Linked DNA regions of Mus musculus: region 1 is linked to region 2. The links are chromatin contacts, called in public HiChIP or PLAC-seq maps. All regions are on one chromosome and are shown on one strand. The core of a region is the stretch at or near the end of the contact, and the rest is flanking DNA. Distances in the headings are between cores, read along the strand shown. Region 1 has its middle 21 kb from the start of Eps8. Region 2 overlaps Eps8 (epidermal growth factor receptor pathway substrate 8).

Region 1 (4,218 bases), core at 1,530-4,029, 130 kb before region 2:
CAAATTGTGACTTTCTAATCTGTAAACAAAATAGTCCAAAGGCATAAATTTAGCATCATTTACAAAACATAATGTATGTAGTTTAATTTTAGATGTATTGACATTTCCAGTTCAGCTTTCTTCTGGAATATTTACAAGGATGAAAATTATTTTAATGTCTGTCCTAAAAGTATGGATACTTACATTGTGACTTTAATTTTTTAAACTGGGTATCTTTGGACTTTGATTATGTTATAAAGAAGACAGAACGTCCATGGGGGTGAACTCTGAAAGCAGAACCAAATTTTATCTATGGAGTTTAAAATTAAAGGTGGCTGCTTTCTTTCTTCCCTCCCTCCCTCCCACCCTCCTCCCTCTTTTCCTCTCTGCCTCCTCTCTCTCTCTCTCTCTCTTCCTTCCTTCCTATCATTCCATCTGAAGCAGGAACTTACATCTATTTGTTTTAAGTTTAGGTATGGTCTGCACCATTGCTTATCTGACAGAATACAACAGACAGGCTTAATGCTATGATAGAGTCTGGAGCAATCCTTAAGATACTGATGGTGATGATTTCCTATGAGAAAGTTTGCATCTGGAATCCAGCTGCCATGCTGTGATGAAGCCTGAGACAGGTCTACTGTAAAGAGGACATTTCCCTGAAGCACAGGGGCGTCCATGGCTTCGGCTTTGCTTTCTGCGGCTGCAGATAATGGGCGGTAGAATTAGCGAGAGAGAATGATAAAGAACTCACGCCCACTGCCCTGAGCCCGCGGTGGGGCAATGCCATGGGCATGTCGCTGTGGCCCTAGATAACTATGAGAACCAGGCCATGGGGAGAGAGAGAGAGAGAGAGAGAGAGAGAGAGAGAGAGAGAGAGAGAGAGAGAGAGAGAGAGAGAGAGAGAGAGAGAGAATAATGTGTGGAACGCCTTAGTTGTAATTGGCTGAATTTAGCTTTAAAACTCTAGTGGACATGGCAAAATGGCTCAACTCCCAAGAGTCTTGTGGAGAAACTTTGTGCCGCGTGGACCCCACACGGACATCCGCTGCTTATCTAGCAAAGGCTGCACGCCACTTTGAATCGCATCTTTCCTGCCTGCTGCTTGGAACTCAGGGTACACCTGCCAGACTAGAAAGGTTAGTGAGAGAGTGTTTGTGTGAACGAACGAATGTGGGCCCATTTTACCATTTATCTGAGGCAGAGGCAGGCAGATTTCTGAGTTCGAGGCCAGCCTGGTCTACAAAGTGAGTTCCAGGACAGCAAGGGCTATACAAAGAAACCCTGTCTCAAAAAACCAACCCCCCCCAAAAAACCCATTTATCTGCTTTTTGCCGTTTATGAATAAACAAAAGTATTAGAACCTTTCCCACTGGGTTTGAGGAATTTGTTTCCTCCATGCTTTACGGCCCAAATCGAGACATATACTCATGGGGCAAGGGCCTATGTTCTCAGACAATAGTCCTGACAGAATTTACAGAAGAGCGCCCCCTGTTAATAATACCTGCGAAGTGTTTCCACCCAAATCCATATGAACAGAGAGCCCGCATGTCATGATTGTGCCCTTATAAGAAAAGAGTTGTCCTCCTGACTTTCTTTCTCAATCCTTCTCTCCCTGTCGCAGATATAAGAGGAGTCATCTGTAAACCAGGAAGTGAGCCTTCGCCAGTCGCCATCATTCTGGTACCCTGGACGTCTAGCATTCACAACTATGAGCAAGAAAGGTTAAGGCCATTCCATCTGAGTTTTATTTTTTTAAAAAGTAGCTTGAACTGGCTGTGAACTGTACCAACTCCTACAACAGCCAACTATCTTGGAAGTGGAATCTTCCCCAGTCAAGCTTCCTCAACAGATACTGGGGTGGCTGAGAGTCACTGCCTCTCCCAAACTTGATCAAATTGCAGATACATGAACTAAATAAATGAGCACTGCTGTTTTAAGTTGCTAAGTTTGGGGTGACTCCGGAGCTGGCTTAAATACAGTTGTGAATATGCCTCAGTATAACAAAAAGCCACTTCAAATAGTGCATTTGCACTAAAACTTTGCTAGTCACATAGTCTCAAAAAAAATGTTTTTGCGTTTGTTTTAATGTTTCAAACAGCACTCACATGCATAATAATAGAGTTGCCTCTTTAACGTTTGGATCTTGCATGCGTGCCTAATAGAAATATAAGCAATTATTTCAGTGAACTCAAATGGAATGGTACATCAACTGTGCGCTGTTTTCAGGCATGCTGGCTGTAGTAATTGAATTCTACCAGTGGAGAACATTACTGTGAAGCTCAGAGACTCGTGGGCTGGTTTTCATTCTGTGGTTTGTACTTAGAAACCACTGATTTGCCAGGGGTAGTAATGCAAGCCTTAATTACCAGCACTGGGGAGGCAGAAGCAGGCTGATCTCTGAATAGGCAGGCTAGTGCGTTATGGTTTGCATATGCTTAGGCTAGGGAGTGGCACTAATTGGAGGTAGGGCTTTGTTGGAATAGGTGTGTTACGGTGGGTGTGGGCTTTAAGACCCTCATCTTAGCTGCCTAGAAGTCAGTATTTTGTTAGTAGCCTTCAGATGAAGATGTAGAACTCTCAGCTCCTCCTGCACCATGCCTGCCTGGACACTGCCATGCTCCTGCCTTGCTGATACTGCACTGCACTTCTGAACCTGTAAGCCAGCCCCAATAAATGTCCTTGTAAGAGTTGCTTTGGTTGTGTCTGTTCAAAGCAGTAAAAGCCCAAGAAGACCTGTTCTACATATTAAGTTCCAGGACATCCAGGGATACACAGTCTCTGGGCGGGGATAGGAGTGGGAACTAAAAAGCAAACAAACAAAAAAACCCAAACCTATGGATTTAGCAAAATGTTAAGACAATAGAGTAGACTCAATAACAAAGAAACTTAAAAATGCCCTGCTGTGGTAGATTGAATGAGAAAGGCTCCCATAGACTCAGATTTGAATAGTTGGTCACCAGGGAGTGGCACCATTGTAAAGAAATAGAAGGTGTGGCCTTTTGAGAGGAAATGTGTCACTGAGAGTGGGCTTTGAGGTTTCCAAAAGGCACTCCAAGCCCAGAGTCTCTCTCTTCCTGCTGCCTGTAGATCCAGAAGTAGAACTCTCAGCCCCTTTCCCAGCATCGTGGGTGCCTGAGTGCTGCCATGCTTCCTGCCATGATGAAAACGTACTGCACCTCTGACACTGCAAGCCACCCCAATTAAATGCTTTCTTTTCTAAGAGTTGCCTTGGTCATGGTGTCTCTTCACAGAAATGGAACATTGACTAAGGCACACTTGCTTACTCTTTTTATTAATTTTCTTATTATAGTTGACTATGCCCATGAATGTGTGTCTCTGTGTGTATAGATGAGTGCAGGTGCCTACAGAGGCCAGGGGCTTCAGATCTCCTAGAGCTGGAGCCAGAGGCTCTGAGCTGCCTGTTGTTGGTGTTGGGAACCAAACTTGAGTCCTTTGCAAGAACAGCTATCTCTCCAGTCCCTTTGCTTGTGTGTGTGTGTGTGTATTATTGTTTATTGGGATCTGAAATAAAATCTATATACTTAGTGAATGTGACTTTAACCATGATTGAATAATAGAAAAATTTTTATAATAATTGTGTAAGAAGCAGTACTTTTGAATATCCACAGTCACTTGAAATATGTTGCTGGAATACATCAAGGCCCTGGGAGAGTCAAGAGTGGTTTCTGCAGTGGGGACCATGCTGGGAGCAGCTTGAGCCTCCATCCTTACTGGGGGTTCCAATTTGGGTGTGTGGGAACCAAATGTGGCCTTTCTCAGCACAGTTTGGTCTTGGGGACTCTGAGTAGAGGCAGGCAGGAAATGAAGAAAAGACAGTGATAGAGACACACTCTAGCAATACAGAATCAGGCGGGTTATGTGCCATTAGATGGAGCTACACCTGCTGCTGACTGGAACTTCAGTAGTTTATATGTTCAGCACAAAAAGAGGCTTTAGCCAGTCACAGTAGGAGGTCTCTGTTTCCAGCCTATTTTCTGTCTGGGAGGAGGAAGCTGCAGTTGCTCAGTTTGTACACACGGATCCATCATCTTTAAACACTCATACTTAGGCCAGAGGAGGAAGGCTTTGCCAATTTCCACCCTGACCCACGTGGAGAAAGGCTTTGCTGATGTCCCATGGCCCTGGGGCATTGACCCTTGTTATAGCTGTGCCTATGTCAGCAATACAATCTCACTTAGGGCTTTGTCCACTTCCTACGGAGCAAGATGGGACATTGAG
Region 2 (4,550 bases), core at 1,493-3,992:
CCAAATCAACCAACCAAACAAACAAAACCCCAAAGTTTTTCTAGACATTGTTCCATGTCTTTTAGTTAAAACCATAAACACTGATGACAGACCCCCTTCTCGGTTATGTCTTCGACTGAGATATTTAATCACATTGAAATCAAGATACTCTAAGATTCCCTGTCAAATCCAGAGAAGCACTTCAAATAACAAAGAAGGTCATGGCATTTAGAGAAGCTCACTGGGCTTGAGAGCTGCCAGCTTCATCATGTAACAAGACTGAGTAGGTGAGATTTTTCAGTCATGACTGAAAACTGACACCAGCCTCAATGGAGGGTGAAGGAGAGGAACTCTGAAATTGAGGCTGTTTCTAACTTAGGATTCTGACAACTTTCTACTATGGGTTTAGCTTGTCTGTTTCATCTGACTGCAACCTGCTCTCTCTTCTTTGAGTGGCGTTTCTTTGACGGAAAGTGGCTTCCTTAGTGATGCTCTTTGGATTTGTCCCTTGTCACTCTTCCCTTGGCAATCACAAGAAAAGTTGTAACAACTATGACTTGAGAAATGTGTTTCATGTGTCTACTTAATCAGACACTTGGCAGCTATTGTGATGAACCAGTTTCCTGTACCCTTCAGGAGAAGGACACTGGTGTCCTTAACTGCATTTGCAAGTCCATAGCGGGATACTGATAGTGGAAATGAAAACACCTCTTACCTATGTGAGCCGATCTTTCTTAACTTCCATCTGGGTGCTATCTAGGCGTTAGATTGAGCCTATCTTTAAAAACCTGTAGGAAGAACAGCAACACGCTGTTTTCTTTGGAACGATAGAGTTCTGTGCTGCCTATGTTTAGACATCTGAAGCCCCCATGTGGAATGCCACATGACCACAGTGACAAGTGAGACTACAGCGGCCCAGTGGGAAGACTTTCTATATTTGAAATTCAGTTTAGCAAATTGACATTTCTCTGTCCCCTTCTCTAACGTCCTCCAAGAATCTTACAGACTGCTCTTTTAAAACAGAACACAAGCCACGCATTTATTAGGCTCCTAGGAAGAGCCAAACAGGGGAGAGGGGATGCCCTGGGGGCTACCACTTTTCAGTAAAACCAGCTGCTGTGGTTTTGAAATGCAAACCAGATCAAAATCTGCCCAAGGCTGGGAGGTTTCATTTATATTCTGAATGAAGCAGTCAGCTGTGAGAGAGCAAGCCTTCCCCCTTTCTCTCTCTTTCTCTCTTTTCTAAAGAAAACTTTTGAAGAAACTTTTGTCTCTCTCACTTGCAACAGCAGCCCCACCGAGAGAATCCTCTCTGTTTAGACAGGCTTAATTGACTTGCCTCTTGCTGCAGCCACACTGGGGGGGTGGGGGGAGGGTATTCCTGTGTGGCTAATGCCCCACCCTCAGCCCAGTCCCTCTAGCTCTGAATTGCTATTCCGAACCTGGAAGACACCAACCAAGTGTGCTAGCTGGTGCTCTGGAGTCTTCTGAGAGCAAACTTGGAGATACTGGGGGGAGTTTTGTGAATGGCCAAATCGCTGACAGCTTGGGAGGGGATTTACTCCTGTGTCAAGGTTGTATGGCTCAAAACTGAAAACTGAAGGCAAATAGAAATGGAAACAGATACATAGGTTCAATTTCCAAAGAAGCATACTCACCTAATATAGGCGTAAATATTCATTATGTGTACCAGAGGGTGTTTGAGTTTGTGCAGGCGGAGGGCACAGGTCACCCTCCTATGTCATTCCTCAAGTATGGTGTACCTTGTTTTTCTGAGAGCCATTTAACAAGCCACAGGGGTCTGGTTCGTTCACCTTCCCAGTGCTGGGATTGCAGGCACACGCCCTTTGTCCTGCTGTCTCTCTCATGGCTTCACCTGGGTCTACATGCTTGCTGGGCAAGAACTGTCTGGCTTTCACTCCGCCCTGCAGCACACGGTGCAGAGGTGGTGTTCATTCTGTAGGGGAACCCCTGCTCATTAGTCCTTGGGTGAAAACTCTTGGGGTCTTGGAACCAAATTAATACAAGAGCTGAAGAGCAAGTGAAGAACGTAAGGGTTTTAAAAATAACTTTAAGACACCCAAGGTTTCCACAGAGTGGAGTCAGAAGAAGCCGACCCAAGCGTGATGCGTTTATAAGCTTCAGACAGAAGAAGACCGGCAACCTTGAGCAGAAAGCTGGGCAGGTGTGTGGGACGGGGCAGTAAATTCCAGTGGTGTAACTGAGAGATAATGTGAGGCGACACTAACTGCTCCTTTCTGTTGCTTATTTAAGTTCACTGTAGTGCCCTGTGTCAGTCTCTGGTGCTCAAGGCTGTCCCCCAGCCTCCTACGTTAAGATCACCCCTCCCAGAAGGAAGGGCCGCTGTGGTTTGCTGCATGTAGGAAACTGTAACCACAGGGTCTCCCGTGGAGGTGACTTCCTGTCAAGGATTCAGCTTGTGAATGGGTGTGACCGTTTGCTGTGCCTTGAGATGCCACACCTCCCACTTTCCCAGTTCCTCTATCTAAATGCTTGTCTCCAAGCAGTAGACTGATTTGAAAACACAACTGGGAAGCTGGAATTCACTTTAATGCTTGGAGGAGCCTATAAATTCTAACCCTTGTTCAAGAGCAAAGTCAAGGGCCAGTCCTTCCTAAAAGTGTGTTGTGGTTTTTCTTCCACAAAACTCTACTGGATTTTGAGTGGAGCCCATCAAAGCGGGACTTAATTACTTACGTCAGTCTGTAGAAATTAATGCTGTCCCTTTAAGATCACATGCTCTTTGGAAAGAAGGACTTGGGCTTCTCTGACTTCTTTCTTGCCTTGGACAAGTGTTTAATGGACACTATTGAGTGCCAAGTGTCCTCCGAGTGTTTGAACAACAACGGTCTCAAACAAGAGTCCAGGCCTTTTGAGAACCAATAGTCTGGTGAAGGCAGGAACTACCACACACAGGAAAGGCTTCAGCTGTTGTGGGGTTTGTTTGTACTGTGGGGAGTATCTGATAATGCGCTTCTATTTACTCAGGAGGGTCAATAAGAGCTCCACAAGGACATTGTGACTGATTGAACCGAGATGAAAGAATGAGGAAGAATTGGCCAGAAATTGCTGAGTCTTGGAAATGATTTCTTTAATGTCCTTCTGATCTGAAAGATTCCCCTCTTATAGACTCCCATGCTAACCTAAACTATCCCTCACAACAGCAAGTGCATTTTAGGAATCTGTATTTATCCAGTAAGGGTCTGTTCTTATCCCCGAGCTTGTGGCTGTATGGCTGAGGCCGTATCATTTGTTCACCACAGGCGTCCTCACACCTGCCTTAGTCCTACTACCGCTCAGTGTTCTATAACTATCTGCATTTCCCACCCAGACTCTGGTCTCACAGTAAAGCTAGGGGCGTGGGGGGTGTGTTTCCTCCCTCAAGGTTGACTGGAAATAGCAATTCATTGAAAGGACACAGAAAACAAAACCGGAAAAACAAAATGGAAATCAGGGTGGGTTAGTGACAATTTTAAAAAATTTATAAATTATTCATTCTTATTCTTCTTACTATTGTGTGCATTCCATGGAGATCAGAGGTCATCTTTTGGGAGTTAGCTCTCTCCTTCCACCATAGGTTCCAGGGATAGAACTCTGGTCCTTGAGAGTATATAACAGTGGTTTGGGTTTTTTGTTTGTTTGTTTGTTTTTTCTACCTGTTAAGCTTTCTCTCCCACTCATTTGAGGGAAATCTGTTCCACTTAAAAAATACGGTCAAAATGGTTTTTGAAGTTTAATTCTAGGTATTGATTTTGACAATTACTTTCTCATGAGAAATAAAAGGGATGTGTAAGTAAGTACTGTCTTAAGATATGACTCAAAATGTGTTAAAGAAACAAATAAGATGTGAAATGTGCCATGAAGGGAGAGAGAGAGAGAAAAGGAGAGAAAGCTAGATGCATGGCAAACGGCAGAGCCAGGGCAGCCATCAACCAGGCTTTGGATTGGTCACCTCGGATTGGATCTGATGTCATTTCCGTACTAGGGATTGAAACCAGGGGCTAAGCATGAACTCTTCTCAGTTATCTTTAAAGGCTCTGGCTTTCCTCTGGGTACTTTCTGTGTTTTATACACGTTTTCATTAAATTGAGTCTACATTACTTTTATAATGAGGTAACAGGCTAACATCTTGCAGAGTTGACATGTAATATAAGCAGAAAATAGAATTACACACTTCATGTAGATGGTTTTGGAGTCCGTTGTAGGTTTTTCTTTAACTCGCTAAATTAGCTTATAGTTTGTATACTAGATTTAAAACCCAGCTGCTCTTCGTTCATCATGTTCCCATGTATTCCTGTGCGTCTGAGTGCTTGAAGGCGGAGACCCTTAGGTTTGCCTTTCTAGGGTAACTGGCAGTAAACCCCAGATGTCCTGACTCATTTATTACCCTTGACCTGTGTGCCTTTCTATTTTTAGAACAGAGGCGTGAGAGCCGGCATGAATGGTCATATGTCTAACCGCTCCAGTGGGTATGGAGTCTACCCTTCTCAACTGAAGTAAGTCAAGAGGGGCATGTGTAACTTGGGGCAGGCTTTGGCATGCTGGTGTGT

Evidence for each region. HiChIP or PLAC-seq counts read pairs in DNA pulled down with a chosen protein or histone mark.
Region 1: an H3K27ac HiChIP or PLAC-seq map of embryonic stem cells shows a contact between it and region 2, with 19 read pairs. The contact joins two enhancer-like sites. A contact is called at or near these places in 6 of 39 promoter capture datasets (the 3T3-L1 cell line, 3T3-L1-derived adipocytes, the C10 cell line and 2 more), 1 of 15 datasets of contacts at CTCF or cohesin (the NIH/3T3 cell line), 7 of 484 Hi-C or Micro-C datasets (Th1 cells, bone marrow-derived macrophages, cardiomyocytes and 3 more), 3 of 115 datasets of contacts at active chromatin or transcription factors (embryonic stem cells, heart atrium and pancreatic cancer cells) and 3 of 9 other capture datasets (adipose tissue, liver and pancreatic islet).

The regions. Positions count from the first base shown.
Region 1 is chr6:137,668,267-137,672,484 of GRCm38.p6, reverse strand. No RefSeq gene overlaps it. Among named protein-coding and RNA genes, the nearest start is that of Eps8, 21 kb to the right of the region's middle. Within about 2 kb of position 2,779, at least 4 of the 459 cell types and tissues checked have an H3K27ac peak or open chromatin away from gene starts, as enhancers often do. A contact at or near this core is called in embryonic stem cells, where this site is marked.
Region 2 is chr6:137,539,268-137,543,817 of GRCm38.p6, reverse strand. Eps8 (epidermal growth factor receptor pathway substrate 8) reads left to right here. Exons shown (of 22, transcript NM_007945.3): 3 at 4,417-4,496. The coding sequence starts at 4,438. Among named protein-coding and RNA genes, the nearest start is that of Eps8, 110 kb to the left of the region's middle. Within about 2 kb of position 2,742, at least 168 of the 459 cell types and tissues checked have an H3K27ac peak or open chromatin away from gene starts, as enhancers often do. A contact at or near this core is called in embryonic stem cells, where this site is marked.